Linked DNA regions of Sus scrofa: region 2 is linked to region 1. Evidence: chromatin contacts called from public HiChIP or PLAC-seq data. All regions are on one chromosome and are shown on one strand. The core of a region is the stretch at or near the end of the contact, and the rest is flanking DNA. Distances in the headings are between cores, read along the strand shown.

Region 1 (4,989 bases), core at 1,205-3,704:
TCGGTGAGAATGAGACACTCTTCCCTGGTTTGTGAAATGCACTGGGAAAGACAGGAGAAAAACCAACCTTTTTTAAGACACTTCAATTATGATTCTAAGATATAATGGATGGCATTTATCCTAGGATTTTCCTCCAAGAAGCACAAACTTCTCAGCTGAGAAGTAAAAGATTTATTTTTCTACCACCCTACTCAGAATTGTAGTTTGGGTCACTAGACAGGCACAACTCCTTCTGCCACATAAAAGGCAGAATATTTGTAACTCATGTATGACTGAATCAAATTATATATCTTTGGGCCACAAACATATACAACTAGATGAGGTGCTGGGTCTGAGGTAACATTATAAAAATTCAAGTTCTATGTATAGTCCATAAGAATTCCTCACACGGTGTTTTTTATAAAACAGAGATGCTAATCTCCTGGTTGTTACACGATTTAATTAATGTGTCTAAGAATCCTACTTAGCACCTCCAATGAGATGCTGCATAAAAACTGTGGATTATTGCTAATACAGATCTGGAGTAATTGATCCTTATATTAATACTGCTAAATAAATACTTTCATAATACCAGGGCTATAAATGGCCAAGCTAGGTTTAAAAGCAGTTAAACCTTATTAGAGAGCAAATAAATGTAGGGTTGGGGACCCAACTATATGGTGGCCACAAAGGACAAACAAATTTCCACTTCAACAATTTTCCTGTTGTATATCTTCTGTGTAATTTTACTATAGGGGGAGAAATGGGAAAAGAGAATCATATTTTTTAAAAAATAAAACAATATTGCATTAACATGTGGCTTTCCAGTTTTACAACACATTTTCACTCGCACCGTGCACCGTCATGTTCGCCCCTTGAATCCATCTAACTATTGAGCGCAAATTTTAGTGAGTAATATCTAGCAGTCACAAATTCCCCTCTGTTCTTCTAACTTGATTTCCTTTAGAGGGCCATTGAGAATATCTGTACAAATATTTTTGTGCATCTCACAACCAAATAAGAGTGTCAAGATAACAACTTGAATGAGGCTCATATGGTACAAAGAGAGGGTATTTATGTTATATTCTATTAAAGGAAAAAGCTGTCTTAAAAAGGGCTAATGTTTAAATCGACAGCTCTTATTCCAAGTGTACTCAAGCCCTCTTTAATTTCCTTATTGCATAAATCAGCTGAAAGCATCCCAAGGGAAATGCCATTGTACTACATACATTTCTAATGATCCTGTGGGGATTTTTTAAAAGGAAAATATTTAGGCAACAATTATATAAGCATAGGTCAGCCATTAGTCTTGTGACTCGGTTTAACTTAAACATGTGAACAGTGTATGGCGCAATTTAGAATGATTTTCTAGGTTTACTATGAACTACTAAATCATAGCTTCATCTATTAAATCCTTTCTCTGTCAAGTCTTTGATATAAGAAACCTTAGCAGACCTCCCAGTGAACTCTGGCATTTTGGCTGTGGGGCCAAAAGAACAATCTACCATTACAAAGCCTATTCATGAGTCAAGGAGAGAAGCAGAGAAGTGGTCAGAATGATGACTGCGCAGCTGATACGATACTATTCTCCCTTACCTTGCTCACAAGTATATAAAACATACAAGATTCATGTTACTAAATTATAGAATATTAAGCTCAACACTGATTCTAAAATGTACCTTGAAAGATCATTAATGCAAAGTAAAACACCTGTTACTAAAAAGGCTGGATTTACTCTCTTGGCTTCAACTTTTTAATCCTACCTATAGCCGAAAAAAAAAAAAAAAAAAAGTAGAAAAGGTTTGTTTTGTTTTTTTAAATCCATCTATAATTCGAGCATAGTAAATTAGGGCTACATTTCTGTTCTCAAATTCACAATAAGCATTTTTTCAAACAAGATTTACTAACTACATAACGTTTAAAAATCATGACTACCCGGAGAGTTTTCTTGTAATGATTCCGTCTCGAAGTGTGTAAGGGCACGATGCTTGTGCTTGGCTGCAAACATTCATATCTTTGCTTCCACAACAAAGCAAAAAGGTGACAGTTAGAAAGAGGGTGAAACAAGAGGTTTCCTGTACGGCTTCGTGAAGAGAAAGAAGGTGCATTCTGCAAGGCGAAGGACAAGTCCGCTCAGGCCCTCTGCAGCCAGCATTATTCAGCACTCTTCACCCCCAGGCAGCCGGCCCACCTGACCGGGGTTCCCTATTGTACAGCTGCAGCGGTCTCCCCGAGGCCAGCGATCCCCGGACCTCCGGCACAGTGAGTCCCCTGGCAGGCTCGGCCAAGCGAGCCTCGGCCAAGTCAGTGCCTTCTCCTCAGCGCCCCTGCCCCCGGGAGGGCCGCCCCGAAACTAGGTCTGGGCGGGCGCGGCGGGAGCTGCGAGCCCCACTTTCCCCCGACAGGAAGGGGGAGGCCGAGAGCATTTCCTGTTGTGCAGCTGCAACCGGCGGAGACGTCACTGCATTCACACTCCCTCGGGTGTCGGCGGCGGCCCGGGGCCTCACGTTCAGCCCCTTGCAGGGCGGGCCGGGGCTCCCCGGGGTGGAAGGGCTCGTGGCGCCGGGGGCCACGCGGGCGGGGGCGGCGCGGGAGCGGCTTTTCCGCCCGCCCGCGTCAGGCGGACCCAGCCCGGCCGCTCCCCAACCCTGCTCCCCTCCCGCCCGCCGCCCGCTCCTTCCCCGGGGCCGGGAAAGGCGTGTGTTTCCAGGTGCTCAGAGGAAGCACTTTTTTTGGCGCAAGTTTCTTAGCTCAATTTTTAACGTAATTTCCCCCCAAGATGACTCTTTCTACACTAGGATTATTTTTAAATAATCAAAAGTGAAAATCATTTCAGTGTTGTTGCAATTAGGTGTTTTCCTCGTTTTCCATCTCCTGATTGTGGATTCCTAAAGTAACTGTCAGATGCAAGTGAAAAAGATTTCTCTACTGCACAGCTCCAGTGAGGTCAAAGGCGGCAAGAAGACACTCCTCAGACGTTTCTAAAAGCATTTCTATTCGTTTTCATTTATTAAAAAACACCCCCTACACAACATATAAAGTCCTTTTACTTATTAGGTCCTAATTTATCATATCTGGAATGTCTAATTTTTAAAAATCCGAACCTCTTAAGAATCAGTTTTGTACTTATCCACTTTAATGGCACGCAAAACTTTTGGCCAGGATGTTTTAAAGTGGAAATTTTACCCATTCATATAAAAATAATAGCGATTTTTAAAGTTTCCTTTATCCTAAATTTCCAGCCCTCCATTTAGTACAAACCATAAACCAGATTATAACCATGTGTAATTCTAGAAAAGCAGTGGCTTAAGGTTAATAAGGGTTATGAGACTATAAGGGACTCTATAATCATTTTTAAATAAAAAAACTGGATGAGCTTAACAAATTTTAGATTCTGTTCTTCTTTGGCGAATCAATGTTAACAGATGTTGTATTTTGCCAATTTCTCTAACATTTGAATTTAGCAACGCCTCACATCAGGACATGGAATTAAAATATTTAGGGCTTTATCAAGTGTAAATTATGGACTTTGGGTGATAATGACATGTCAATGCAGATTTATCCACTGTAACCAATGTACCACCCTATGCAAGATTCTAATAGTGGAGGAGGCTGTGCCCATCAGGGAGTGGGGGAGGGGAAGGGGGCAGGCAGTGCTATGGACTCTCTATTCCACTCAATTTTGCTGTGACTCTAAAGCTGCTCTAAAAAACTAACTCTATTCTTAAATATATTTAGGCTGTTAAAAGAATCATGATATTTCCTGCGTTGTAACCTGTAGATTCACAAGTAAATGAATCTTAAGAATTAAAAAGAACTCATCATCTTGATGCTTTCATGAAGTTCATCATCCAAAGCTACTCCTCCTTGATAAAGAAGTTACATTTTTTAAAGTTTACTTAAAAAAAAAATTTTTTTTTAGCACTTTAAGCACAAATAAAAGACTACAACTTAGTAAATGTTAGCTGTCCTATCCAGGCATTTACTACCTGGCATTCACTACCTGTATCGAAAGGAACCCTGGCTTCCACTCAAAGTGACCCAAAGCCCCTGAGAACTTGTCTAATTTTCTAAAGATCTGAGTGACACAACAGTATAGTTTATCATGTAATAACATCAAATGTGCAGAGAGTTTACATTTATTCCACATGTATTTCTATGCCTATTTTATCAAGAAATAGGCTCAGAAAACACAGGACTAGCATAAATGTAGGGACCTCAGAGGGGCTCCTTCCAATATTTTTGAAAAGAAAAAGACCCTTCCATTTCCATACTCCTAACTGCAACTAAAACCACGCCCTCTGTACTATACAGGATGCTCGAAGCTAGCCTGGTAGCCAGCACCTCTGCAATACGAGTGATGAGAGGGGCCTGGGAAATAATCCCATTCAACTGCTTTTTTTATTTAGTTTGAATATAGTAGCTTTTAAACAGCTTCCCAAACTGTATTAAAGGATTCTTGATTGTAAAAGTGATTCCGAATGTGTTTACTCCTAGGAAATACTGCTGTGGTTGCCTGACTCCTGGGTGATCTCATACCACCTTCTTTAGTTTTTTTTTTTTTCCTTCTCATATCAATCATCCTTTTACCCATTAAATCACTGCAGTGATTCCGGGGTTTTTGATTAGAACAAACTTTTACTTATTCCTTCAAATCATCGGTCAATGGTATATAATTAACACTCCACAAACTGCAAGGGACTGCCCAGATACTGTCTAAGCTCCCTGAAGATTTCAGCTAAAGTTCATGCTCTTTGGTTTATACTTAATTGCCGATGATGGCACTTGGAAAGAACAAAAGAAGGGTGACTAAAAATTATCCTGTTTTATAATCCTAATTACAGACTAAATGAAATCAGTACTACCATACATTTAGTACAGACTGATGATATGAAGGCCAGTATGATAGCAATAAATTAAATCAACTTGTGAATAAACATATAATTGAAAACGTAAACCATAATTATAAACTATGAATTCTTCAGGTTCCTGGTGCTAGTCTCAAAGGTA
Region 2 (4,989 bases), core at 1,185-3,684, 110 kb before region 1:
GTCCGATTCGCCAATTGCTTCAGCCAGTGTTCTCCTCACCATTTTCTAGTACTCTGAATATTAAGACTAACAGCTTCTTTCTTGATGGCAAAAACCTTCCCCAGACCACCAGATACCATGCCCTACTTTCCACATTTTTCTTTCTCCTCTCTGCACTCTCTCCGCTTTCTCCAACCTTACTCAGAGCTGTGTCCTCACACTAGTTTGCTCCAAGACCTCCTGCAGCCAACTAGACATCTCTCTCTTCCAATCCTCCCAGGGCCCATAAAGTCATTCTTTATGCTCAAGGCTCTAAATCAGAATTTACTGCTTGGAAACCATTAATCACATATAGAAAGAACAGAGCTGACTGCCACTGCTGAGTTATTCAAGTCTTAAGACAATGTGGTTTGATGTACTTTTTAAAAATTTCGGTTGCTTTTAAAAATATTTGTAACAGCTGCAGGATACACGCGCGCACACACACACACACACACACACACACACACACACACACGGAGAAATGGAGAAATGGGAGTTAAAGAATGATAGCTCCTTAAAGACGGGCCACATTTTTGTTCAACTTAAATTGAAAAACATTAGCAAGGGCATGTCAGGAATTAATTCAAAGAAAGGCAGATCAATATCTCCTTCAAGCTATGGTTCAACCTCAGATTCTAAATAATAAAATATACACCAAGGCTTTGGGAGCCCACATTTTCTTCTGAGAGTCAGATAATGTATAGATACATAACATTTTAGTAATGTAACAGCACTTATTTTCCCCAATTCCTTGGTGACTAACCTGACTGAAATCTCTAGCCAAAATACTGTGGCTCTGATTTAGAATATACTCCGGATGTAGCCAAATACATACTTTCAGTTTGAGGCTGTGTTCTCTCACTAAATTTTACTGCAGCTATATGCATTGCTCTTCTGAGATGATGAGTGGTCACATAAACACGATAAAATTACAATTACAAGCCCAAGTCCAAATTATTTGGTTTCTAATAAGCATGATACTATCACTATTAATTTAACAAACAGGAAATGCTTATGCGTCTTAAACACTATGCTGGGTACAGCACGCACCAAGGGAAATAAAACATCACTGATACGATACAAGAGCCTCCGAACGCACACCTTTAGTAACCAATGCATGACAACACAACTTTAAGAGTAAAGGAATTTGCAAAGCAGTAGAGGAACACTGCAGGGAAAGTGAAAAAAACAAAAAACAAAAAAACCTGCAAAGAGAAATTGCCAAAAGATGCGTAAGAAAGTGACATTGAAGCTACATCTCAAAGAAGGAAGGAAAGAAGAGAATGAAAGGGAGATATATAGAGCATGGATGATTTGCCAGACACACAAGCGACATCTTATCCCCTGCCAGCATTTTAAAGTGATGAAATTGAGGCAGGGCCCCAAAAGTCACTTGCTAAAATGTCACAGAGCCAGCTTCAATGCCAGCTTTGTATGTTCTGTCCACTGTACAAGCTCCCTTCCATTGACAAGGAAGTATTTTCCAGGTGGAAAAGGGAAAGAATTATTATTGCTAAAGTTTCTTTAAAAAAGGCCTCTTATAACATCTTTACTTAAACTGAATTAATATTTTCATTCTAATGTCCTATCTGTCCATCAAAAGCTTTAAAAACCTAGTCCAAGAAAAAATGCCTAAGGTCCAAGGTCACTTAAGAGATCTGTGAACCTTTAAAAACTGCATGTAAAATGCGTTTGTTTTTTTTTTTCTGGGAGAAAGGGTCAAAAATTTCTATCCGAGTCCTAAAGAGGTCTGTGAACCCTTCCCCACAAAAGGCTAAGAATTATTGATTTACAGAGTGTTTTGCCGGGCTTTTTGACATTTTCCTAAGAGCTCACCAAATAGGTAAAATCTAGTTTCATATGTGAAGAACTACATTTCATATGAAGTAGGAAGGAGTGTTAATATACTCATAATGTACCAACTTGATAATGACACAGTGAAGTGACCCTTTCCCATGTTTCTAATAAGTACTCAGGATGTTAACAGTGAAAGGATCATTTAGAAAGCTAATTTCCTTTTCATCATGCTTGTTAAGTGTTTACTTTAATTCACATCCTGTGTGACCCTATGGGAAAATTTTTAACTAATACTGGGGAAAATCCCATAGGGTTACACAGGATGTGAACTGGGCCTGTACTGAACTACCTTTGGCTTGAAAAATAAAATTAGATAGGTGAGTTTCACTTTCTGTTTGTCATAAGTTCCACTTTCTGGTTCCCAAAGTTTAGATTCAGAGCCTCTGTGTGTTTCTGAAACGGCAGCGCAAGAAAGTCTCGCAATTCTCACTCTCTTTTTTAAGGGATGATGTCTCCGGGTGGTAGAGAGAAATCCTTTTTGCAAAAGATGCACATGGGCCATGGTGCCCGTCCGGGCCAGCCTGCTGGAGCAGCCCCAGCGCGCTCCTCCCATACCTGTGCTCACACAGCTCAACTGCCCTTTCCATTTCCTGTGGAGAACACACATCATACCACTTCCCCTATAGAAAAAAGAAAGCAGCCCAGCTTAATTGCTGATGGAAACACTGTCATACTTTCCACTGGCCAAGCTTGAAACCATTACTGATCTAACCTTCATTAATTTTTCCACAACAATTTGCAGAAATGTCAGGAAGCAGCTGCATGAAAACTGATTAATTGTCCTTATCACCACTGCTTCACCAGGCTATATATACATATTTTTTTTTCCAGTTTAAAAATAAAATTTGGGATTTTTCTGTTTTGATTGGTACTGATGGTGGTATGTCTTCGTCTGAAAAACCCAGATCTATTTTTGACACTTCCAGTGGCCCAACATTTTCAAATCTGGAGGAGACCCCATAAAATCTGGCACAGCATCCATGAGGGAAAAGATTGCTTCCTGCCGATTACTCACTTATATCTGTTTAAACAGACGCTAATGAATTCAAGTCTTAGGGCAACACTGCATTTATTAGTCAATCATAGAAGCTAAAATTCACTTCCGAAATGTGAGTTAGAAAATCAAGTGCCCTTTTTCTATTTTTTCACTTTCTTTTCTCCCTCATTTTAGCTTGAGCTACACCATCTGTCTCAACCTATCAAATAATGTGTTGTGCATGGCTGGCAAAACCAGTGGAACAGTACACCTCATAACCCCAAGTATGTAACCAGTGAGCATCTATAAAGTGGTATGCAACAGAGTCTGGCCATCTGGGGATAACTGGTTACAGCAAGCTTAGCTTCTCAGCCAGCCCTTGGATTTGCAGACGTTTAACTAGTTGCCAAAACATCAACTAGTGTTCAAGAAGAGAAATACTAGCATTTTTTTTTCAAAACACAGGAATTCAGATATAATTTTCTGAATTTTAAATTTTCAAAGATGTATTTGCCAGTGTTGCTGATGAGATGACTTCAACAGCAAAGATCAAAGCACTGTCAATGTCCCTGAATTGGAGACAGAGTCAATCCAAATCAAGTATTTTGCAGCACTACTAAACTTTTGGGGGTATGAATGTGTTTTTCCTTCACCAGATTGCCTGAATACATAGAAGCAGGAGATTAAAGCTGCACAGATTTTGAACCAAATGACACAGTACCTTTCAGAGACAGCTCTGAGACTGGAAAGAGTTCCTCTAGTATTGCACTAAAATAATTCAAAGGCTCCCTTCATCCTAGATATGCAGGTTCCTAGTCCAATCCCAAACCAAAGAAAAACAGAGACTGGACAATAGTGTAAGACACTGAAATAGTAACTGGCCATGTGGCACAGTGGTCCAGCTCACGGACGCCAGAGCCAGGACACCTCTTTCGAACCCCATCTCTGACACTACATAGACATATAAATAACCTCAGTTATCTGTGCCTTAGATTTCTCGCCTGTGAAACAGGGGTAATGATAATATTGTTAGAACTGGTAAGAGAAGGTGCTTAGAAATGGCACTAAGAAGTGCAGTATAAACATTAGTACTCTATTTCTCTGTTGACATTTCGGCCTGACATTAGTCTAAAACGGAGGAAACCATGTAACAGGAGTTCCTTAATTAACTTAAAAAAGCCCGTGGGGGTGGGAGAAGAAAGCCAACCGGGTGGGATGAAAAGATTTCCTCTGCTAGGATGGGGATACCGACATTGCCTGAAATACCACCACTAAATGGGGTCAAGCAACCAGGATTCAATGTTTTACTCTTTCTGTTGCCACCTCAGGTGACTTAGGACCCACGCTTTGTGATGATGTGGGACCCAGGGACAAGCACTGTAGAGATGACCAGACCTCACCACCCCCACCAGTGGGCCTGGAGGTGAGAGGTGAGAGGAAGGGCACCGCAGGCCAGGGAAGGACAAAGAAGGAAGCTGACTTGGCCTCCATCATCATAAAAGGGTTTGCTGAGTTAGACAAAGGACCTCATTCCCCTGACACCAAGACCAGGACTGAGGTGCCAAGAAGCCACACAGAACAGGAAGGACACCACTTTTAACCCCTGTTCTGCTGGATGACCTTAAGCAACTCACTACCCTCTTCAAGGCCTTGACTTTCTGCAGTAAAATGGGAGATTTTAATTAGATCAGAACTTCTCAACCCTCCGGTCACCATGAACCCCTTTGAGAGTTTGATGAAGCCAGGGGATCCCTTCTTAGCATAATGTTTTAAGCTCAAACACATAGTGTTATAAAGGATACCAATTATAATGAAATAGTCACCTCAAAAAAATTTTTAAAACAAATTTGTTGACAGGAATGTATGCGACTCTATTAAAAAGTAGAAACAAGATATAGCAAAGGAGAATAGCCACCATAATGTTGAGTAATCATAATTACAAAGATACTTTGGGATAGTATTCACAACAGTTATATGACATGAAAATACCTGGGATTTCTACTGGTGACAAAGTCACAGACATTGCTAAAATTACTGTTATCTGTTGCCTACAATAATGGAGGGTGTGCTGAGATGTTCATGAAAATAAAGTTTTAATTTTTTTTAACCAAATACTCAGACCCTCTGAATTCTAT

The links. HiChIP or PLAC-seq counts read pairs in DNA pulled down with a chosen protein or histone mark.
Region 2: a contact with region 1 is called in an H3K27ac HiChIP or PLAC-seq map of alveolar macrophages. The contact joins two enhancer-like sites. A contact is called at or near these places in 2 of 47 Hi-C or Micro-C datasets (mesenteric adipose tissue and subcutaneous adipose tissue) and 2 of 2 datasets of contacts at active chromatin or transcription factors (alveolar macrophages and skeletal muscle).

Annotation. Positions count from the first base shown.
Region 1 is chr1:22,257,971-22,262,959 of Sscrofa11.1, reverse strand. All of the region lies in intron 1 of HIVEP2 (transcription factor HIVEP2), which reads right to left. Among named protein-coding and RNA genes, the nearest start is that of HIVEP2, 20 kb to the right of the region's middle. Within about 2 kb of position 2,454, at least 62 of the 83 cell types and tissues checked have an H3K27ac peak or open chromatin away from gene starts, as enhancers often do. A contact at or near this core is called in alveolar macrophages, skeletal muscle and subcutaneous adipose tissue, where this site is marked.
Region 2 is chr1:22,367,011-22,371,999 of Sscrofa11.1, reverse strand. The region is part of intron 2 of HIVEP2 (transcription factor HIVEP2); the gene reads right to left. Among named protein-coding and RNA genes, the nearest start is that of HIVEP2, 130 kb to the right of the region's middle. Within about 2 kb of position 2,434, at least 37 of the 83 cell types and tissues checked have an H3K27ac peak or open chromatin away from gene starts, as enhancers often do. A contact at or near this core is called in alveolar macrophages, skeletal muscle and subcutaneous adipose tissue, where this site is marked.